2 separate regions of the Gossypium hirsutum genome follow, and region 2 is linked to region 1. The links are chromatin contacts, called in public Hi-C maps. All regions are on one chromosome and are shown on one strand. Each heading gives the region's core, a stretch centred on a gene start, on an enhancer-like site or on the middle of the called end of the contact. The rest is flanking DNA. Distances are from core to core; before and after follow the strand shown.

Region 1 (3,198 bases), core at 385-2,884:
TATGAGCAAATATCAATAGAAGAAAGATTGGGGTCAGAAAGCATAAGCTTTTCTTTTGCATCATGCGAGGAGATGGACCAAACATGCATAAACCAATTCAAGCAGCCTCCATTTAACCTTATATGCTTTTAATATAAAGATTAGTAATTCATTCCAGGATTAAGACATTGAGCGCCCTAAACTTTCAACTGCTCAAGTTTCATGCTTTTATTGTTCCTCCTTAAAGGGCCTTTTTCTCCTCCTCAGCAGGGAGGCATAGAGTATCTGAAGGGAATTTAATCTTTATTGACATTTTAAATTATTCAATGCCTCATAATTAGCTGTTCTAATTTAGCCATGCCCTAAATAGCAAAAGTTTTCCTTTTCACCAGCTTAAAACAGGCACAGGTTTTCCCGAAACAAAAAGTTGTTACATGATATCGTTCTATTCATTCAATAATGTCTAGAAAGTAACGACAATCCAACCTATACAAATATTCAACTATTGCTTGAAATCCTCAAGCCAATTCTCACGAACATACATTAAAAACAAAGCAAATGACTGATATTAACGCAACATATATTACTATGCTGCAAGCACAACACAATAAGTATCACATGATGTTAATAGATGCATGCCTTAACAACATGGTCCAATAGCAAACAAAGGGACTGCAATCCTGTCTACACAGTAATGACAGTATTGCCAATTCATCTGTCAAATAATTGCTTAAAATCCTTGAGCCATATCCCAAGAACATACATCAAACAAAGCATATAACTGACATTGACACAATACGTATCATTACCGTTATGCTGCAAGCACAAAATCGTAGGTAGCCAAGGTGCACACACGCCTTAACAACACAGTGGAATATTACACTACAAAGTCAAGGAAATACAAGCCAGACTAGTCCTACCCCTAAAGTTGGTATATGGAAATTGTCATTTGATCTAAAATATGGAACATAAACTGATACCTAACAGAAATTCTCAACAAAATTTAAAAGTTAAAAACATATGGCACTGCATAAACCAAGGAAAAACAAGCGATAGAACAATCAAAATTAATATTTTAACATCAGAAAAAATTTAAAAATAATAAAACAGATATAGTTAATGATTGATTCTTACTGGAATTCTATCTGGGTATTTTACCCTAATTCTTGCAGCCTCAGCGCACCTTTTCTCTAAACATCAAGAAGCCATAAATTAACAAAGCCAACCAAAAATTAGCTAAATCAATAACAAAAACTAATACTAATACACAAATATCAGTAAATACCAAAGTCATGCTCGATCTTGAAGCTACTTTTAGCCATTGTGCTGAGTACCTCTGCACAATAAGCAAATACACAATTTCAACAAATAGACATGAAAAAGAAAAAAGAAATTTTTTCAAAAAACCTAGAACTTAAATTCAAAATCGAGACAACAAAATTTTAAAATCTCAACATACGAACATACGAACCGTTATTCGATTTTGAGGAATCCAAATGCAAAAAATAAAAAATAATAATAATCTTTTTTTCAAATTTTCTTTTCAGCTGAATGAAAAATAAAATCGATAAATCAAGAGACTTAGAAGTAAACAACAAGAACACGAAAACTAAGAGACTGAATTAAAGAGATCCAGACTTGCTAAGCTATTATTGTCTTTAAATATTAAAAATAAATATGAATAAATAAAAGTGAAAAGACGATAATAGGTTTGGGCCTTCTGGCTTCTCCTGCGGTTCGTTTTATGTGATTAGACTCGGGTCGGGCCTTGTGAGTCGGGTCTTCAGCGAGGACTTCAATGATTACGGTTGCAAATGATAAGTTTGAAAAAATTTTAATCGTCCATGTTTATATTTTTTTTTGTTAATTTAGTTTTTATTTTTTTAACAAAATCGAACTCTTGAATTCTCAAAAAATAGTCAAATTCTTTTAATAAAAATGATGACTAAAATATTAAATTATAACATCAGCCACACACATAGCAGTTTATGTACATATCATGCTAACATAACATCATTTGTCAACAAATAATTCAAAAATTATAAAATTAAAAATATAAAAAATTCAAAAAAAACAATATGGAGTACACCTGAATGATCATGTAAGTTGCCGTGTTTAAAATTTTAACATTTTAGTTAGTATTATAAAAAAAGTCATTTTGATTTCTTTTTAAAAGTTTAATTGTTAAATTTAACTTTTTTTAAAAAGGTTAGAATCAAATTTAACTAAAAAAAAGCTAAATTAATAAAATATGAATTAATAACATTTTTTTTTCTTAAATTGAAAAAGCTAACATTTAAATAAGTATTAATTTTGAACGGTAATTATTTTTTAAAAATTGAAATATTTAAATATTTGTATTTAATTTATTACAATCTATCCTTAACTTATAACATCAAATTCAACCAAAGATGATTGCTTGACTTTAGGAATTTGATATATATTTTTGAAAACGATATTTATATTAAAAAAAAGTTATATATATAAACTAGTTCAATGGCGCATCAACTTATGGGTGAAAAAAAATTATATAAATAATAATTATATAAATAATAAATTTATAATAAATTTACTTTAAGATATTAATTGAATGGTTAAATTAAAAGTTTAAATATGTTTAAATTATATTATAGTATTATTTTATTAAAAAGCATAAAAAGATAAAAAAAATATCATTATATTAATATTTGTTACTTCATAATTAAGCATAATGATTATTTAATCCTCCAATTTTATAAAAAAAATTATTTTAGTCATTCATTTAATTTTTTGTCTATTTTAAACTTTGAACGCACGGCTTTTTAGCTGCAAGACTTCTTGCACAATTTATGCTTGTGATTTTTTTTATCAAATCACCTTAAAATGAATGAAAATGTTGACAAATATTAACTTTGCTAACGTAGACATAAACATAGATAGCTACATGAATCCCACATAAGTAATTAATTAATTTTTAATAATTTTAATTTTTTTAAAAAACTATATAATACAGATTTTTTTTATTTTTTAAAAAAATTTAAATAATTTTAATAAATTTCTATTTTTTAGAATTTTTTAAGATTTTTTAAAAATTTAATTAATTGTTAATGTGATATTCACGTGACAATCTACATATATGTTCACATTAGTAAAGTTTAATATAGCTAAAATAAAACCCCATGTGATGGTCTGATGGTCAAGGGTGTTCACTGCCTTAAGTATGGCCTGAATTTAAGTCAC
Region 2 (3,198 bases), core at 407-2,906, 250 kb before region 1:
ATAGACCTGTGACTGAATCACAGTCCTTCCAATTTTGAACCCTGGAACCACTGTGAACCCCACTTTCACCTTGGTTTTGCCGGGCAAGTTATATCTCTTGGTGACATCTTCCATGTATACCATCGAAAAATCGAGTCCCCTTTCAACTTGATATATCTCCGCCACGGGTTCAAATGAAAAGGCCAGCTTGTGAAGTGTCCATATGGAACTAGCCATGCAAACAAATGACTCATAGAATACGCTCAACGAGCGCCATGAATTCAACACGGCTTCATTTCGGTCCTAATTGCTGAAAATAGATGACTCCATGGTGGGATGAATTAGGTCTTGATACTTCTTCTCACAAAATCTTGAGAATTCACAGCTTTGGTTCTTACTTATTAACTCCATGGGGTTGCTCGATACGTGTTCGAGTAGCTGCTTTAGTGAACAAGTACCCTTATTCCCATTACATAGAGCTTCATTTTCAATCAAACTGAAACCTTCAGAATGAAAACCACAAAACATCCCCAAACATATATAAGATAGAAAAGCAAATCTAGTGTGCCCTTTCTTAGCATAATCAATATCAGGATAAATCGAATTGGCAACCAAATCAAGATCCCACCCAGCTTTTATCATCAAACCAATCAAAATCTTACTGAACTTATGAGTTGCTCTGCAAGCATCATGCAAAACGGAATGAAATACCCTAACAGTTAAAAGAACATCACAAGCTGAATTGAGGTTACCAGATAATTTCTTGGACAACTTGGTGTTACCCCAATGAATCTCAGCTAATTTCTTCCTCAAAACCGAGACTTCATTGTCTTTTTCATCAATTTCTTCTTGCAAGCGGTTCGAAACCGTTTCCAAACTCCTCAACTTGCTTTGATTTTCTTGCACTTGAGCTTCCAAGCAAGACCCGAGAGACGATGCGACTTGGGAACTCGGATTCCTCCGCAATTCCATGTAAAAACGCTTCAAATCAGACAATCTTTGGAGATGAGAAACCAAAGCTCTATCAGCTGCTTTCACGCTTTCCTCCACGAAGGGCACTTGCGAGGTTTGTAACTGAAGGTAGGAAGCTTCAAAGGAAGAAACAGCAGCAAAAACGGAAGAAACCAAGCATTCAGCGATCTGGGTGTCGATGGTTCCACGGTGGGAACCGTTATTCATCGAGGAAGAAGAAGAATTGGGCGGTCGGTCAGGCTTGATGACGACGACTTTTTGGTCGGTGATGAAGTCTTCAGCGGAGTCGAGGAGGGAGAATCCATCGGAGTCTGAAAGGTGGCTGCCGTTGTTGTGATTGTCTTCATCGGCGAAGAACTCGAAAGTTTTGGTCTTGAAAGCCAAAGCGAATTTTTGAAACATTTCAGAGATTTGAGGGGGTTTAATGGGTGTTATTGGAGCTTCATAGCCATTCATTTCTGTAATACAAATGGCAATGAAAAAAATGAAGAAAATACAGGAAAAGGTCTCTTTTTTTAACTTGGTTTTTTCCCTTTGCTTTGGCTATTTCTGCCTCTGGTTTTGTTGATGGAAAGGGGGCAAGTGCTACTTTGCTTTTGGATTTTTGTTCTTTGGATGCCTTCAAAGTAAGGTATGTATTAACTCCAAGCTCTATACTTTCACAATCCTATCGCTACTTCAATTCATCAAGTCACAAGTTTCATCGCTTCAATCCAAACTGTTTTGTTGAATTAAATTAAATAAAATTTTTAAAAAAATAAAAGTAAAAAATTGAAAATTTTCTATTTTAAGGGCCGAGCCTTGCCAACTACGTCACAGAGTACAAACTAGTACCTCAATTCAATTAATTTGATTAATTAATTTTATTCAAATAATATTAATAAAATTAGAAAATCTAATTCAATTAATAAGATATTAATTCATGAAATTTGAAGTTTCACCCTCTAGTGTTTGAACGTGCATCTTTTCCTGTATTTATTGTTTTTTTTAATATCCATTCTAAAATGTTTAAAATTAATTAAAATTTTCACAAAAAATAATTAAATTTTAAAATAAAACAAGAAAATTATCTTTTAAAAAATTAAATCATATGGAAATAAATTAATTAGTTGCTTATTCTAGGGTTCCTTTTTGTTATTTTTTTAATTATGTATTAATTTTTTTTTTTGTTCTTAATGTTGTGTTAGCCCCTAATTTTGCGGACTTTTGGGTAACGGTAATATGTGGCAAGGCTACAATGACAGCCGAGTATATCCTTTTATGTGACAGAACGTTCTGGTTTCTTGATCTGTCCGACTTTTTCCTCGTCTTTACCTTCTCAAATATATTATAATAATTTAGTATTAATTTATATATTAATTATCAAATTTTAGAAGTTAAAATATGTTTTAAGTTTTTATAATTTTAGTATATTTAAATTTAAATTTTTTATATTTTAAAAAATTTAATCTGTCTGTTGTTCAGATTTAAAAATGTAAGTTTAATTATTAATATTATAAATTTTTTTATTAAAATCAAATTTATTACAAAGTCAATTTTTGATTATATAACTATTAACTAAATTTTTTTCAACTTTAAAATATCATACCAACAAATTTAATAAAAAATTTAAAAATATTAATAATTAAACTTAAAATTTAAAATTTAAACAATAAAAAAAATAAATTCATAAAAAGAAAAATACATAAATTAAATTCCAAATTTATTAAAAATTCAGGATATATAACATATTTATCTCATCTTAAATAATATTGACCTTTCTTATTTAGTTTGATGATTAAAGGTGAATTCACCTATAGAATTCACTCAGAGTTTAAATCATTAATAGTAAAGTTATCTTTTATTTGGACAACTCTCTTTATATGTAATGTGTTACATGAACAGGCTCCAAGTGTGAGAGCATGAATATTAATCTTGTAAAAAAAAAAAAAAAACAAAGACTGCAATTTGACCGTAAATCTGAACGGAGAGGCAGCTGTTGCATTACGGCATTACCCCCCAAAAAAAGTCAAGCCTAGTCGTTAGGTCAGGATGAGATCAAATCTAAAATAAACGACAAATTTCAATATAAATATTACGCTCTCTTCTACTACCCCAAGAAGTCAATGCTAAAACTGGACACATTAAATATTTAATTCAACTAACCACCCTCATTAATTTATATGGTTATCAAGTGCTTTCAAAAATAAATAAATAAATAATAGATTAGTACTTAATAACAAGATTTAAATCAAATGCATTAATATT

What was found. Hi-C and Micro-C count contacts between places; a contact is called where the count stands out from the background.
Region 2: a contact with region 1 is called in a Hi-C map of leaf, with 3 times the contacts expected there. The contact joins the promoter of LOC107930517 here to the promoter of LOC107926116 in region 1. A contact is called at or near these places in 9 of 34 Hi-C or Micro-C datasets (callus, hypocotyl, leaf and 1 more).

What each region holds. Positions count from the first base shown.
Region 1 is chrA08:3,762,857-3,766,054 of Gossypium_hirsutum_v2.1, reverse strand. It overlaps LOC107926116 (autophagy-related protein 8f), which reads right to left and starts at 1,634. Exons shown (of 6, transcript XM_016856919.2): 1 at 1,451-1,634; 2 at 1,265-1,315; 3 at 1,114-1,169. The coding sequence starts at 1,301.
Region 2 is chrA08:4,016,776-4,019,973 of Gossypium_hirsutum_v2.1, reverse strand. It overlaps LOC107930517 (protein GRAVITROPIC IN THE LIGHT 1), which reads right to left and starts at 1,656. Exons shown (of 1, transcript XM_041075659.1): 1 at 1-1,656. The coding sequence starts at 1,407. The coding sequence ends at 283.